Linked DNA regions of Cricetulus griseus: region 2 is linked to region 1. The links are chromatin contacts, called in public Hi-C maps. All regions are on one chromosome and are shown on one strand. The core of a region is the stretch at or near the end of the contact, and the rest is flanking DNA. Distances in the headings are between cores, read along the strand shown.

Region 1 (3,841 bases), core at 1,180-3,679:
AGACACACAGAAAGAGGGGAGGCAGGCTAAGACTTTTGGCGGCTTTTTCCCACCCCACCTTCCTGTAGAGTTGTTCTAAGCACACCTGGAATTATGAAGTTCTCAGGCCAGTGAGGCCCAGCCTCTCCCAGAGTTCACATCTACTGACTCACCTGCTCTGGGCCCTCAGCAGCTAAGCACATAGCACAAGCTGCTTACCCTTCCAACTCTGCTGAAAGAAGCCTATCTGGTTCTGCTCCCTGTCACCAGGGCATTCTCACTGCCTGGACTGGGACCTTGGGTGGCTAGACCTTTGCTAACTCTTTCTGAACAAGTGGATCCTAGAATAAGTCCCTTGTGGTACACAAGAGCTTTCTCTCAGCTGGAGCTCCAACCAGTTGAGGCTTCTAGGAGTCTCTCAAGACCCACCTGAAGATACCAGCTAAGGCTCTGATGCCAGATTCTGAAACACACAGCCCAGGGGGCCTCATGATATAAGAATCACAGCCGGGAAGGGGAAAAACAGAGTCAGTGACTCAGGAGGGGAAAGGTCCCAGTGTCCTGCCCCTCCTGCTTTACAAGGGAATGTCACCAAGCCATGCTGCATGGTATCCATTGTACAGATACTGCCTTGAAGGCTCAACAGAAAAGAGAACGGCTGGCTCTCCAACAGTCAACTTTCCCCCGGGTTCCAGCCCACTTTTTATGCTTCTTCCAGGGAGGGAAGAGAGCAGAACTCCACGGGGACCAGCAGACATTTAACTTCAGTACCAGACCATGCCACTGCATTTGTATAAATAGGTCGTTTAGAAAACTTTGGATATAGAAAGATACAATGGATAGCCTTGATATATATATATATATATATATATATATATATATATATATGAAAAAATGAAGTTGGTATGCAGTTCGTAACAGCAGCAGCTGTAACATTTTATGATTCAACACAAAAATATGTTGAGGTTCTCAGCTGAATAAGTGGAATAAATAATTTTTTTTTCTTTCTGTCGCTGAGATGCAGGGAGGGTGGTGTTATCTGACTCCTTTGCTGCTCTTTTAGATCAAGGCTCATAGGAAGGTAAAATGCCCTTCAAAAATAAAGTACCCCGAATTTACAAAGAATCTAGGCAGAACGCAAGAGCTAGGGGAGGCCAAAGTGGACAGACGTTGCAGAGCAACAACATTTGGTGACCGGTAATACACCTCCCCCTAGTAGAGAGGAAGAAACCGCAGAATGTTCCTGACTCGGCGCCCCTGCGGAGTGGTGCAATGTTTATGTTTATGTATCCAACTCCGTGGTGTCGTGGTTGGGGCTCCCGGCCCCAATTTGGGGAAAGGACACAGACCCCATTGGGGTCTTCCTGGGTGCCAAGGTACAGGTCTTGGCAATACTCCTAAGGCGCCTTGGGATTGGATTAGGAGTTCAGCCACTCTGGATTACCAGGACCTGGGTTTGTCGGGTAGAGTTTGGCCTCCATAGGAGCGGATTCCAAGGCCCCAGCCATGGGTCGTTAGTGCGCCCAGCTTCTGTTCAATACAGATGAAGAGCCAGGTTTGGGGGTGCATGCCGTTAACCTCAGCACTGGCGAGGCAGGGGCAGGAGGATCTCTGTGAGTTCAATGCCAGCCAGGGCTACAAAACAACACCCTGTCTCAAAACAAAACAAAAGTTGTTTGTACCCGCACGCGCACGCGCGCGCGCATGAGGAGGAGTCGGGGAGCAGCAACCTCTGGAGCCACGCTACAAAGTGCTTGGTGGTCCCTGGGCGGCGCTGTCGAGCCCTGTCCAGATCGCCCCAAATGCCAAACCTGGGCTCCACACCCGATCTTTCAACCCTTCCATTCTTGGCTCCAAGTCCTCTAAAGACCACCGCGGCAGGGATAACATTCTGGTAGGGGGCTGCCTGGAGGTACTTTCCCATGTTCGTCGTAAAACAGTTTAAAGTGACACTAGAGAAGGACGCCTCGACTCTTGCCATTTGTCCTCTGTAAAGCCACAGGGTTTACCGAGTTGATCACCTCTCTCTACCCCTTCCCCTTCCCCGCTCCGCTCGCCCGGGCCAATACCCCAACAGCGGGAGCAGGACCAGTTGAGACCGTAGTCCCAGCAGTGCTCCTACGCTCTCGGCGGAGACCCGGGGAGGGGAGCCGGGCAGGTGTCCCCGGGCGTGTCCTTAGGCCGCGCGTCCTGACCACCCGGGCTGGCAGCGCGCAGTCCTGCCAGCGGGGCCGGCGGACAGCAGGGTGGGGGCCGGGCGGTGAGCCAGCGTGCAAAGCCGACCCGCTCCCAGGCCGATGACGTCTTTGCCTTTGGCTTCGGCGGCGCCAAGCCCGGCAGGGTGGGTGACGTCACCAACATGTCACGTGATCGCCATTCAAACAAACAAACCGTTCCCCCTCCTCCGGCGCCGCGCCCGGGACCGCCCCCGAGAGGCCACATAAAACCGCGCTCCCAGAGCTGAGCGCGCAGCGAAGGACTGGCGGGCGGGACGCACAGTGAAACTAGATTCAGAGCAGCGAGCACTTGGGGACTTAGGGCCACAAGGATACCGCGTCGGACCGACAGATTGTTTTTGGAGGGCCGCGGGACGGGCACGCTGGGGTCGCTGGGGCTGGCCATGGTGATGGAGGTGGGCATCCTGGACGCCGGAGGGCTGCGCGCGTTGTTGCGAGAGCGCGCTGCGCAGTGCCTGCTGCTGGACTGCCGCTCCTTCTTCGCCTTCAACGCCGGCCACATCGCGGGCTCGGTGAACGTGCGCTTTAGCACCATCGTGCGGCGCCGCGCCAAGGGCGCCATGGGCCTGGAGCATATCGTGCCCAACGCCGAGCTGCGCGGCCGCCTGCTGGCCGGCGCCTACCACGCAGTGGTGCTTTTGGACGAGCGCAGCGTCGCCCTGGAGGGCGCCAAGCGCGACGGCACCCTAGCCCTAGCTGCGGGCGCGCTCTGCCGAGAAGCACGCACCACTCAAGTCTTCTTCCTCCAAGGTACGCGCTCGTTCTGGCAGGACCTCTGCCATTAGCTGGGAAAGGGTCGTCCCACCTGGAGTGCCCGTGTCCAGTCTCCAGGGACTTGTCACTGGCTTTGTTTGGCTCCAGGAACAAAGACTTCCCTGAGCCTTCTATGTAAACTCGCATCCTCTGGTGGGTGGGTGACTTGTCTCCAGGTACTGTGTCGGTGATGCTAATGGGAAAATGTGTTCCTTTGTGTTCTCAGGAGGATATGAAGCGTTTTCGGCTTCCTGCCCCGAGCTGTGCAGCAAACAGTCCACCCCCATGGGGCTCAGCCTCCCCCTGAGTACTAGTGTCCCTGACAGCGCAGAATCCGGATGCAGCTCCTGTAGCACCCCTCTCTACGATCAGGTTAGTAAGAGTCCCCGTCTATGTGGGGGGGTGGGAGGGGGTGGCAGAGGTCTGGAAGGGCTGTGTCAGGGAGAATACAGAAAGTGGCTGCAGCTTTAGTTATACTTGAGGGGACATGGGAATTTTTATTCCACAGTGAAGCGATTGGATGGAGCTGAGTCTCCCAGTTGCTGGCATATAAGAGCTTGTTGGCTCTGTCCAAGCCAATGGACCTAATTCTTTATTATTATTTTAATATGCCGTCTATGCTGAGGTCACCAGTGTCTGAAACTCCCTTTTTCAGTAGGGAGTTTTTGTGGGTGTGGGTACTCTGTTAACTCTGAACAAGCTTGATGAATGCTGGACTGTTTTTGGATTCCAGGGGGGCCCAGTGGAGATCCTGTCCTTCCTGTACCTGGGCAGTGCCTATCATGCTTCCCGGAAGGACATGCTTGACGCCTTGGGCATCACTGCCTTGATCAACGTCTCGGCCAATTGTCCTAACCACTTTGAGGGTCACT
Region 2 (4,282 bases), core at 892-3,391, 57 kb after region 1:
ATGGCACATCTGGGACCCTGCACCCTGGCCCTGGGAAAGAACCTGTGCTCCATAGATGCACACTGGGGTTGAATGAGAGAGGAAGAAAGGGAGGGAGAGAGGAAGGGGGTGGAGAAGGCAAGAGAGCCCGGGCTGCAGAAAGGCAGGCGGGGCATCAGGAGGAGGGGGATCCAGGTTGAAGCTTCCTCTGCTTCTTCCCACAGAGCTAGACCTGGCAGCCTTTCGAGGGGGAGAGCAGCAGGATGCATGGCCCCCTGGGATTAGCGGGCCGGAAATCCTCCAGGAGACTTCAACTCTTAAACCTAGTTCCTCACCACCAATAGCGTGAAACTCTGTGGAGACTGCGAGTATAACTCGCCAACCCCTATGCTGGGAAAAAAAAAAAAAAAAAAAAAAAAAAAATCCTGCAAATTTTCAAAACATTCCGGAGAGCATGTCTGTGCGTCAACAAGGGGCCAATGCTGCCACCTGCTGGGCACCTAGGGAAGGGGCTGTTAGGGTCACGCACCGAGCCCCTCCAGAGTGTGGATGGTTATTTACAGGTAGAGGCCAATCCACACCAGCTATCTAGGGCCAGAGGCTATTAAGCGGATGCTCTGTCAAACGGCAGGTTGTATTAGAATTTTTAAAGATGTGATGTCTTCATCAGAAACTGGATGTTTTCATGCTTGTGTAGCAGTACCAGGGAACGCAGGTCAGGTTAGACGGGCATGACCCAGGTCGCAAGTCTGGGGAACAGCCAAACTCTATTCTAATCCAGGTATCTCTGGCTCCGAAGTGGGGCTAAGTGGCATCCTGGGAAAGACAGAGGGGAATGGAGAAGGAGGGCAGAAAACCAGCGAGGGCCCATGTGGGCCCCAGGCAGGCCCATTCCTGGTCTCCTAAGTGCTTTGCCCTCCTAGGGCCATCCGTTGGCCTGCCTTTCTGTGTCAGTCCTCCATGCCACCTCTCCTCCAGTACCAAGCTGGGAAGTCCAGTCTCATAGGGTGGAGAACCTAGATGGTGCCTTTCTTGGCATGTAGGACAGAGGACAACAGGACTCCAGACCCTGACTGGCACCTGGGGACACAAGCGGTCCACTACAGAAAGGAGGCCAGACTTGACTCAAGTTGTTACGGCATGTGTGACCAAATTTGAAAGCAGACAGAGGGTCAGGTTGGAGAGTGGAGCAGGAGGCCTTCTCTCTGTCGGGTAGAGGTGGGGAAGCTAACCCTGAAACAACCACCTGCTGGAGTCAAGGGCACGGCTTACTACTATCGGGTGATACCTCCAATGAAGGATACATCCCTGATGTAAGAGAGGCCCTGCTGTTTCTTGGCTTTGTGATCTTAGGCAATCTCTTTCCTTTCCTTGGCCTGCTTATTGCTCCACACAGTGGGGTCAATAATATTCCCAATTTCCTTAGGTTTTACTGAGACTCAAGCGCAAACATGGATAAAGCCACAAGCACACAGTAGGCCCTCCAAGCATGGTATTTGAAGGGCCCCACTGATACTCAATAGCCTTGCCTCAATGTCTCTTCAAGGGTGAAAAGCAAGCCTTGTGCTGTGTGTGATGCTTCTGTAGAATGGGGGAAACTGAGTCACTGGGCCAGGAAGTGCCTGAGTCCAGGCTTCAGCCTGAGTCACAGCACAAGTGCTGGGAAAGCTCCTCCTAGCCACCTCCGGAAATACTTCATGCCTAGGTGACTGGCTTCCTCTCCCTGCCTTGCCAGCCAGGCAGATTCCGGCACAGGAGCTCACAGCAGTCAGGGCAGGCTCCATTCCAGGGGGCCTTGTGTCTTTCTTGAAGACAAGGGTCACTCTGGCTCCTGAAGTGAGAAGCAGGTTCATGGGGGGCGGGGCCTTCTCTCATATCGGATGGGTACGCTGGCTCCAATGGCATTGACCTTCTTGTCCTGTAGAAGAGAGAAGTGTGGTTTGCAAGGATGAAGTGGTTTGCCCAGGTCCTACAGCTGTGTTGGGGCAGGGCTTTAGTTCACCCCTGCAGCAGCCCACAGAGAAAGTAATGAGTGGGCTCCCACAGATCAGTTTGCTCCTGCAGAGCAGGCTGGCTCAATGCTTGCAGGAAGCCCTTCCCATCCCATCTCTTCAGAACTGGGACAAGCTTTGACGTCAGCACGTCCACATTCCTGCCCTCTAGCCCTGGGTGGGGTGTTGATTTCCTCCCTCCAACACTGGTATCACAAACAGGAAGCTGGGTCATGTGGGCAGGCCTGGGCTGAGGGCTTAGGGAGGACAGGGTCAGCATTCCCGCTAGCTCTCTTTCTAGCAGGTGGCCTACACTCCTGGGAGGTTGGGGAAGGGGTCTGTTCTAATGTGACAGAGGGCCACACTGCCCCCAGAGCTACTCAGAGGGCCTTCAATGAACACACTACCTGTCTTGGTCCTCAGAATGCTTACATTCCTGTGGTAGTTGACTTCCCGCTTCTGCTCACAGAGAAACGATAATGGCTTTGCCAATGGAGCCTATAGAACACTTACACTGGCTGTGGACTTCACACCGGTCCTTGAATTCTTCTCATGAGCCTTTCATATCCCTTTGACGGATAAGGCCACTGACACACTAGGGGGTTAAGCTAATTGTCCCGGGTTCCTCAGCTATCGGCTTGGGGTGGGGGTGGGGCAGAGATTTGAACTTAAGCAGTGTGGCTCAGAGCTGGTGCCCAGCGCCACCTCCTCTCCCTCCTCCTCAGCTCAGCCCGCTCAGGCTGTAATGCTGGAAAATGCAAATTTGATGGCTCCTGTTTTGGGCTAACTTCCTCTCTGGCTCTCTATTGCCTCAGGTTCACAAACCATGCTTGGAGGAGTCTGTGGCTTATCGTGTGTTGCCTCACCTCTATCACGATTTCCCCTTTAGACGTAACAAGCTAATCTGCTCCCCGAGTCCAACTCTTTCTACCAGGACTAACTCCTGTGGAGAGGGGCCCCAGAGCACAGAGGGGTAAGGTTTATACCAGGTCACAAAACCAGTTCCCACGGGGCTGTCTAGTCCAAAGCCTTCTATGCAGGAGTTCCCAAGTGTTAGCCTGCACTGGGTGGCAAGTCCTGTCCAAATGGCAACTTCCCAGGTCCTACTCTGGAGGTGAGGGTTTTGGCCTGAGTACCTGTATCATTCATTGGTGGTCTTCTGGGGTGAGTGTGAGAACCCCCAGTTCTTCCTAGCCCTTGGGGCTTGTCTGATAAGCTCCAGTTGGCATAGAAATTGCAATACCTATATGGGGCTCTGTTCATCCAAGGCCACCAGCCCAGCCCTCCTGCAGCAGATTGGCTTGTTACGAACCTTCCTTGAACTCTGCGGCTACCATCCCATTGCCACTGTCCTCATCTTCCCACCAAGTGTGTGTCCCACATCCCAGAGAGGGCTGGCTAGTATAGAGCAGTGGTTTGCATGGCTGTCTGTGTATCGGAGCACTCTGGCATACTTGGGGACCCATGACCTAATCTCTGGCAAGTCCAGATATTGCCACTGCTGTGTTGGTGACCACATTTTAAGAAACACTGGCATGGAGGAAGCCAGGTTCAGGGTCAGTGTGAGACAGGTGAAGGCCGCTAACTGTACTGGATACTGCTCTGGCTCAGCTTTCTCGTTTGTGAACATGAAGAACAGCAAGCTGCCTACTGCCATGGCTATAAGGACTGCAGGGCACACGAGGGGTCAGAATGCTCCTGCCACCTGGCTCTTTCCACAAATGTCTGCTGAGCAAGCACTGTGTTCCTTCTCCCATATCCTCAGGCTCCAGTTCCTATGGGCAGCATGGATCCTCCCACTGCCCCGAGGAACAGCTTGTTCTATGGTCACGGATAGCAAATAGTACAGGAGGGGCCAAGCCAGGGCTTGGTCTCTAGTTACCAATTGTGCCTAGCCTTGAAGGAGGAGACTCCAGGGACCCAGTTTCTCCTTCCGATTGAGGAACCCCTTCAATGCTAGTATCCTCCACCGCTTACCCACAGTTAATAGTCATAACACATTCAATAGAATATTCCATCAAGCCATATGCAGGAGCTGCATAATGGACCTACACACTAGCCTACTGTGTCCCACCTGGGATAAGACCCATCCCTTGGGCACGTTCCATGCTGTATACTATGCTGTCAGTGACCGAGTAACTGTCTTGGTTTTCACATCAACCATGCATCCTGACAGTGCTTGCTTTAAATGAACCTTCTCAGACTTAGTAATGGGGAGAAACGAGGACACAACTTGGAATCATCACAGAGGGGTAGTGGAGTGTTTCCTTCAAGTGAACAGATGCAATCTTGGACAGTAAGAAAAAGACAAT

Evidence for each region. Hi-C and Micro-C count contacts between places; a contact is called where the count stands out from the background.
Region 2: a Hi-C map of the CHL-YN cell line shows a contact between it and region 1, with 6 times the contacts expected there. The contact joins the enhancer-like site here to the promoter of Dusp1 in region 1. A contact is called at or near these places in 4 of 8 Hi-C or Micro-C datasets (the CHL-YN cell line, the CHO-K1 cell line, fibroblasts and 1 more).

Annotation. Positions count from the first base shown.
Region 1 is chr7:47,298,568-47,302,408 of CriGri-PICRH-1.0, forward strand. Dusp1 (dual specificity protein phosphatase 1) reads left to right here and starts at 2,430. Exons shown (of 4, transcript XM_027425190.2): 1 at 2,430-2,966; 2 at 3,196-3,341; 3 at 3,703-3,841. The coding sequence starts at 2,600.
Region 2 is chr7:47,355,505-47,359,786 of CriGri-PICRH-1.0, forward strand. No RefSeq gene overlaps it. Among named protein-coding and RNA genes, the nearest start is that of Neurl1b, 54 kb to the right of the region's middle. Within about 2 kb of position 2,142, at least 1 of the 6 cell types and tissues checked has open chromatin away from gene starts, as enhancers often do.